2 separate regions of the Anas platyrhynchos genome follow, and region 1 is linked to region 2. The links are chromatin contacts, called in public Hi-C maps. All regions are on one chromosome and are shown on one strand. The core of a region is the stretch at or near the end of the contact, and the rest is flanking DNA. Distances in the headings are between cores, read along the strand shown. Region 1 holds the start of LOC101796809 (probable E3 ubiquitin-protein ligase HERC3). Region 2 overlaps FAM13A (family with sequence similarity 13 member A).

Region 1 (3,834 bases), core at 607-3,106, 190 kb after region 2:
TCTGAGCGAGCCTGTCAAATGGGACTCCCATTTGGAGAAGAGGTGTGCATAAAAGAGACTACCTCTGCACAGTGCCATGGCGTGATGGTCCCCGCAGGTTATTTGAACAACTTCTTGGTTTCCCAGTTCTTTCACCAGCCTACGAAGATAAGGAAAAAATACCAAATCAGAACAGATGCTGTGCCATGAGACTAAGTAAAAGGAGGAGGATCCTCTGCTCACCACGACCTAGGATGTTTAGCAGTACTTATATAGAAAAATATCGGTCGTCTCTCAGTTGATTCACCCTGCTCTTATACAAGCCTCCTTCAGCTGCACTAACTGATTTGATTGTGGTTCGTGACAGAGGAAGCTGAAAGAGAATCAGTCTCATCCCTGGGCAAGTTAAGAGCAAATTCCATAAATGATATCCTGCTATTTCATTTGTAGATGCTGGTCACCCTCACAGATTAACCAGAAGGTGGTGAGGTTTAGGTGGGCCTGGGTCTTTCACACACAGCTTTCCTAAACCACGTGTAGTTCACCTGTCATTTGCAAACTGGTGTATCTATTTATCCTTACTGAGTTCTGAGAGGAACCTGTACTGTCAGTATCTCAAACAGCTCAGATCTTAGTGTTACCCTCGAGATCAGAGCATTTCTTGCTGGTTAAAAAAAAAAAAAAAAAAAAAAAAAAAAAAAAAAAAAAAGAGAGAAAGTTCTGAGTTTTAGAAATGCAAGTATTCTTGTTTCATTTTTGCAGTAAGAGCATGCCTAAGTTTCTTGACTGTTACCTTTAGGAAAAGGAGGCCATGTTCTATAACCATTGCAATGCATACTTTCACCCTGAGGAAGCTTCTTACCTTGGCTTAAAGCAGTCATCTGAAGATGCAGCCCAGTTTTTGGAAAGCTTCCCATCACAGGAGAAAAGGGGTGTATGTGTTTCATCGCAGTTTGGACATGTCGCCTTCTCCTTTCTCTGCAGCTGCACTTGTTCTACAGCACAGATAAAGACAGGCATGGCAGTCACACCAAGGAAGCAGGCACCTCAACCATCTCTGCTCCTCCCCCAGTATCTCCGTGTGCTACTGCTTTCACTGAGAGTTTCTGCTCCTTGGGAAGAAGAGCAACAAGCATAGGCAATAATTTCTCATGTCACTTGGGGCTTCAGTGTCCTATGCACTACTTTGTTGTCCTCCAGCCACTCCCCTGGCTGTCACTGGAAGACACCTCTCCATCTCTCAGATACAGGCTCTGAATACAATCCCTGACACGCCAGCAGAAGCACACGGATACTTTTGCACAGCCGTGGAGAGTATCCAAGGGAAAAAAAAAAAGGCACTTGCTGAGTTATCTGACTGCCCTAGATCCATCACACGCTTAGGCACAGGTTGCCTCGAAGCCAGATGTTTTGCAAGCAGCAAAATTCACACCTCGGCCATCCCACCGCCCACCCTTCTCACCTCCCCAGCTCAACCAACAGCATGCAGCCAGGCAGGGGCATCTCTCCCCATCACCCCCGTCTCCTCCCTGTCCCCTGGCTCCTGGCAGGGTCCCTGTCCCCCCACCCCCGGTACGCCGCCGGGTCCCCCCCCAGCACCTCCCGCTGCCGCCGGCTTCTGCTTTGCGCTGCGCTTCTGCTTCCCGGCCAGCTGCCGCCGCCGCTGCCGCTGCTTTGTCCTTCTCCCGGCCATACCGTGCCAGCAAGCAGCCCGCTACCGCTAGGCTGAGCCCCAGGCAGCTCCTTTATCCCTGCTCCCCGCCCCAGCCAGCCTCAGCTTTCGGGAAACGAAAGCGAAAGCGAAAACGAAAGCCGGGAGCCCCAGCAGCCAGGATGCTGCCGCCTGGAGGTGCTGAGCTGGGAAACGGGGATCTGCGCTCGAAAGGCTTTCCATTCTCACATGTCCTCTGCTGATGTCTGCTAAATCTCCCCCCCTGCCTCTAAAGGAGAGCACACGCAGGGCTACGTGACCGCCTTGTGCGATAAATGACGCCCGTGTTAGGGATCAGATGCATGGAAAGACATAAGAGCATCTTTATACCCAATACCTTTAACAGATGAACTAAATGCTTAAAAAAAATCATGCTGCTGAATGCTGAGCACAGCTGGGAGGATAGCAGGGTAAGGCGTGCTGTGAAAGTAGCACTAGGGACGTGATTTTACAGATTCTTACTGGCGTTGAGTGAAATGCTGCAGAAAAAAAAAAATACTGAGACAACAGAAGTGTTTAATGTGATACATTTAAATGAAGCAGAATGGAGTGAACAAAAAGGCACAGAAAGTCAATGTGGTGAAAAATAACAACAGGGTGGAGACGGAGAACACAGCCCTTTGACAGGGCTGGGGCAATGCTGTCCAGGGCAGGGCCCAGCCCAGGTCCTGCAGCACTCAGCATTAACCAGAGCAGTGCTGTGAGGCTTGGGACACCAAAGCACGAGCCGCAAAAGCACAGTCAAGTCCCTGTGCACCAACAGATGAGCTCATCTGTCCTCCAAAGAGAGCAAAGGAGCTCCAGACAAAGGCACAGGAATGTAGAGACTTGAGGGGAGGATATGAACAGAACAGTCACTAAAGCTCTTTCTTTCCTTTCAGAGCTACATCCATGAAGGTGAAAGTCACTCAGGGTACACACCGCAGTTCCCCATCGTACAAGTACCCCTGGGTCCTTGAGCAGAAGCAGTCCCACAGTTGGGTTTGCCTTTTGCCCACAGGGGAGCAAACAGCACTTGTCTTCCTAGCCTGTTGCCTGCAACACTACAGGGACCTCATCTCTTTCTGTGATACATAGGAAGGTCTTTTGACAATGAAATAGCAAGCTATGGCCTGTGAGGCCAAAGTATGGGCTGCAAATGGACACTAGAGGTCCCTCTGCACCAAAGCATGAGCTAACGAGTCCTCCCAAGGGAAGAAAGGTGCTCCAAGCAGAGGCACAGGAATCGCAGAATCATAAGGTTGGAAAAGATCTCTAAGACCATCAGTTCCAACCATTAACCTCGTACTGCCACGTCTACCACTAAACCATGCTTCTCAGTCCCTCTTTGGACATGCTCCAGCACCTCAATGTCTTTCTTGCAGTGAGGGGCCCAAAGCTGAACACAGGGTGAGGTGCAACCAAAAGCCAGAGCCAAGTACAGGGGGACAATCACTTCCCTGGGCCTGCTGGCCACGCTACTTCTGATACAAGCCAACAAGCTGTTGGTCTTCTTGGCCACCCGCCCCCAGTAGCCAGCACACTGCTGTCTGATATTCAGCTGGCTGCTGACCAACCTCCCCAGGTCCTTTTCCAACAGGCAGCTTTCCAGCACTCTTCCCACAGCGTTACCTGGGGGTGCTTTGCTCCCAGTGCAGGACCCTGCACGTGGCCTTGTTGAACCTCATGCACTTGGCCTCGGCCCATCCAGCCAGCCTATCCAGATCCCTCTGCAGAGCCTTCCTACATAGCCTCAAGCAGATCGACACTCCCACAAAATAAAAGTCCTCTCATCAAGCATGTATAGTTTTCCAGGGAAAGAAAGATTCACCACTGCTTTCGAATGGTATGACCTTATCTGACATCACCACAACAAAAGCTACATAATGAACAGTGAAAAAGGTGTGAAGAAGAAAGCAGTCACCAGTCTACCACCAAATTTAACCATTGTGCAACACATTAAAGTCACAAGACTTATATCAGGAAGCAATGTGCCCCAGCAAGTTACATATTTTGAGTTTATGTCAATAAATGGAGAAAGATAAGGAATGAAAACTTCTTCTATTTAATGAAGAATGATATTTGTGTCATCTCTATGCAATATTGACAAGTATGGGAGTCACCAGCTGGGCCTGCCTGTGCCACCACAGCCCCTGAGCACCCCA
Region 2 (4,363 bases), core at 1,534-4,033:
TGTCTGTGTTAGAAAAATGATGCTTAGGTATGTATGGTAGTTACAACTGTGGTGGGTTATGTTGTTCTGCCTTTGGCTGTCTTTCCAAACCGATAATACCATATGATTATTTAGATTTCAGCATTCCAAAATTAATCCTAAATTATGTGATTCCCTCGGGTCTTATTGAATATTGTCTCATGTTCTTTCTGCCACTGCAGTTCAAAACTTGTGAGAATGTCTTCCAGATGTATATTGTGCCTCCAGAAGAAGCTATGGGATGTTTACATTTGAAGCTGGTCTGGTCCTTTCCCCACATATTAGATGTGATTCGATTACCTAGTCCCTGTTAACTTTGAAATCTCTGTACTTAAACTGCAGACTTAGTAGATACTAAACATACCATAAAATCTTTTGTAAGGGTCCATCTCAGCTGGCAGTGGCCAAAACGAATCCTCAGGGAGTAGCATTTAGAAGAAAGATGCAGTGAACCTTCCCTAGAGAACCCTCAGAGACTGACAGGCATTCTGGATACACCCTGAACTGATTATGTTGTATTGGGATTTTTCATGTGTTTGTCTGGTTGATTTTTGTTGAAACTGAACTGCATGAGTTACAAAAGCACCCTCCTGAGAGTCAAAGTTACTTCTTACTCTAGTAACAAGCTTGCATACAAAAGTATCTTTCTTCTTTATCCTAATTATATGCTACTTACACTCTTTTCCAGATATACACTCTTCTTTTTCTTTTTTTTTTTTTCTCTCAGTTACATTTTTCTACTTCACAGTGACTTTCCTATGAATTAAAAGGAAGTAAGACCAAAATCTTATTCTGGAACATAAAAGCCAATTTTGATGGATATGCTCATGTTGTAACCATGCAACCTTCTGCAACAAACAAGATTAATGCACGTTTTTCCTGTGTTTCTTTAAGCAAAGTAAATCGGCCGTGAGATTGAAGGAGGACATGAAGAAGATAGCCTCACTTCCACTGAACAAGCAGAAGGACACAACCCGTCCAAAGGTGTTTGGTGTGAGTCTTCTGGAGCTCCAGCAGCAGGGACTAAGCAAGAACGGCATCCCAATAGTTGTGCGGAATATAGTTGAGTACCTGACCCAGCATGGTAAGCTTAATGAAATTACTTTTACCTCTATATGTAAGGTCCTTCAAAGGGAAAAGATTTTTTTTTTTTTTTTTTTTTTTTGTCCTGAATAGGACTGTGGTGCTAACCACATGCAGCGAATATTACTGTGTGATTTGTTTCTTTTTTTCCATCTCTGGTACTGAATTTACTATTTAATGGGATGTTTATAAACTACAGTGTTATGAAACACCACATGCTCATTAGTAAGCTGTTCAGTTTTATAAACAAAGCGTATTTCATTTTGAAGCTTTGTGTCATTTTCTAGTTGCAAAACATTCGACTATTTCACAGTTTCTGACAGTGAGAAGACATAAATATCTATACAGAGATATTCATGTGCACATACAAATCCCATGAGAATACGTTACTGAATGGGAATACATGTTCTTGCAGGTTTTCAGTTAGATTTCAGTCATTTTGAACCCCCTCGGGGAGGTAGGTGTCAAATTCTTAGCCTTTGTTTGCATTCATTTCATGGGACTTCATTCCCTGTTGATGAAATACATCTAGAAATCTAGAGCACTGTTGGTGCACAGATGTATCCTGTAGCAGTTGTTCTGCCCTGGAAAAGATTTCATGGCTGCAATTTCATCTTGTAAGAAGCTGCATCTGTTTTTACCCTAAGGTCTTTCTTTTAGCTGCTCAGTAATGATAATCCCATTACAGAGTCTTAAGATTCCATGTCTGTCTTGATAGACCCTTAGAAGCTGGTAGATGCAAACACAGCATGAAAGTTAGCTTAGATTAAGGTACAGTGGAAATTTAAAACATAATCCTACCTATATTCCACAGTAGTGTTTTGCTTGATCTACTTCACCTTGCTTTAAAATAGTCTGCTAGAACAGTAAAAAATCAAGGATGGAAAGAGATCTTGCATCATTCAGGTTTAATCAAAACCAAAGTTGACAAACCCTCTTGATTGCAAGTTGTGGGCTATACTCTGCCTTCCATAAAAAGGTCTGCATCCCACACAAGTGTTTCCCAAATATGAACTGAACAAGCCAAGTCCTCTACTCTGCAGCAAGATTAGTTGGTCTTCTAAATGCCAAGGTGATTATCCAGTCTTGATAAGCATATAATCCATTCTCTTTCTCAAGACTGCAAGGAAGATCTCAAATATGCCCTCTTACATGGGAAATTTTTGAAATGGTTGTTCTGTTCTCACCCACAGTTTGTTTTGTGAAATAATGGTGATGTTAACCATGAAAACATTTTAAACAGAGCCCCAGGTATGAACACAAACTCTTAGGAGGCATCGTGTTCTGCCAAGCATGTTTACTGTTTGTTCGGTATGTCTCCTATTTTGCAAAGATGCAGTAATAGGCACCGTAGGCCTTTTTAAGTCAAGCCTTTTCAAAGACTCTCTTCCAGTTAACAGGGAATTGACTACCCATTTGAAAAAGCTGAGCCAACTTTTGGGTAGCTACATTCTTGAACAAAGTTTGTATTAAACTGCTTATTTTCAAATTTATAGGTGAAACCAAGTTTTCGTATACTGAATTTAGAAATATTTGATTACTGATCCAAGTGGGTTCTAGCCTGTATTTATTTCTATAAATGACTGTTTGGGAAAGAGCAAAGGACATTTTATCTGGGTGGGGGCTCTGTTCAATTTGTGCTGCAGAATTACTGAGATGTGGTGTTTCCTGTTGTCCCCCAGATGGCAGTACAGCATGTCACATTGGAGTGTTTTGTTGCGAATACAGGAATACAAGATCTGTAAACCGTATCTTACATTAGTCAAGTAAAAAGCTTAAGTGTCTGTCCATATTTTTCTTACTAGATCAGTTTGTTTGCTGATCCAATAAAAGAGATTGCTTTTCCTTACAAGGTCTGCTGCATCAGTATTGACTTCTTGGACTGGCAGCGTTCTGTCAGGCTCCTGCTTAGGAATGACCACTCTGAACTAATGAAAACCATATATCTTATATTTCAATCATCTTAGTGTTATGCTTCTAAAGAAGAATAAGCCACAGTATCAGAAAAAGCAGAGTTCTTGTGAAAATGTTTTAGTGAAAAATTAATCTACCAAGTTGAGCTTTAGGCACATGTTTTCCTAAAGTTTTTGAATCTCAGCATATGCCTAAAAAGTGATGCTTGATACAATATGATTCATCTCACTTCCTCCATGGAAACCTTCACTGGGTGTGGGTTGTCTGGCCTGAAATGATTGATAATTTTTATTTTCATAGCGAAATACTTTGGGCCTCGTGCTGTCCAAAATATGCATTTGGTCTCGAAGATTTTCTGCTATTGTGAAGCTGTGGTGCTTATTATAGAGTTACTGCTGCTGTGAAACAATTTTGAAAGGTTTGTAGAACCTGGATTCTTCTCAGTTGAAGTGTACTGATGCAAAATGCAGCCATCTCAATTGATTTCTGCATGGTGTGAGATATTTGCATGTTACAGCAATGCCAAAGGGTGTTGTGGGTTTTCATAGAGTATCCCAGGCCTCAAGATCTAGTCAGCAGTATTTATTAAGTTATCATAACCCAATACTTGACCATTGGAGTTTCCAGGGGAAAAATAAGATCTTTTTAAACTGCATAGTACTAATTGTCCTCCTTTGTATTGATGGTAGTGTATCATTCACAATGGAATATCTGTTTTATTATGTCAGTAGTATCTTAGTTCAGACCATCCTCACGTGTAATACATAATTATAGGTATGGCTCAAGAAGGTCTCTTCAGGGTAAACGGCAGCATGAAAATGGTGGAACAGTTGCGTCTGCAATACGAGCGTGGAGAAGAGGTGGAGCTAGTTAAAGATGGCGATGTGTACTCGGCAGCCAGTCTTCTGAAATTATTTTTGAGAGAGTTGCCAGATGGGATTATCAGCTCTGCCTTACAGCCCAAGTTCATTCAGCTTTACCAGGGTAAGTGAGAGGTAAAAATTTCCATCCTTCAGTGTGCTTTCTTTCGGGAGAATTTTGTGCAGACAACATAAGCAATATTCTCTGTTTCTTAGCTTACATACTTTGTTCTGTATTTCCTTTGACTTTAGCTTTAATCATCTGCTCCCAGGCATCTCCCAGATGTGCAATTCTGAGTCTTGGCAGAAATCACAATGGCGTTAGAAGAGAGAGAAAACTGTTTATTGCATATTTGGTAAAATCTGGACTATTTGTGCTTTTCCAGTCCTGTTATATCTGCAAAATATAAAGTGAAATTATCAATTGGTTTGTTAGAGCAAGCTTGAAGACAATAACTGCAGTCTCTCTAGGACACAGGTTTGCTTCC

The links. Hi-C and Micro-C count contacts between places; a contact is called where the count stands out from the background.
Region 1: a Hi-C map of subcutaneous adipose tissue shows a contact between it and region 2, with 4 times the contacts expected there. The contact joins the promoter of LOC101796809 here to the enhancer-like site in region 2. A contact is called at or near these places in 3 of 8 Hi-C or Micro-C datasets (liver, skeletal muscle and subcutaneous adipose tissue).

What each region holds. Positions count from the first base shown.
Region 1 is chr4:14,971,858-14,975,691 of IASCAAS_PekinDuck_T2T, forward strand. It overlaps LOC101796809 (probable E3 ubiquitin-protein ligase HERC3), which reads right to left and starts at 1,857. Exons shown (of 23, transcript XM_038178627.2): 1 at 1,579-1,857; 2 at 842-974; 3 at 63-139. The coding sequence starts at 1,672.
Region 2 is chr4:14,784,243-14,788,605 of IASCAAS_PekinDuck_T2T, forward strand. FAM13A (family with sequence similarity 13 member A) reads left to right here. Exons shown (of 22, transcript XM_072037046.1): 2 at 913-1,102; 3 at 3,790-3,999. Among named protein-coding and RNA genes, the nearest start is that of FAM13A, 3.8 kb to the left of the region's middle. Within about 2 kb of position 2,784, at least 1 of the 8 cell types and tissues checked has an H3K27ac peak or open chromatin away from gene starts, as enhancers often do. A contact at or near this core is called in subcutaneous adipose tissue, where this site is marked.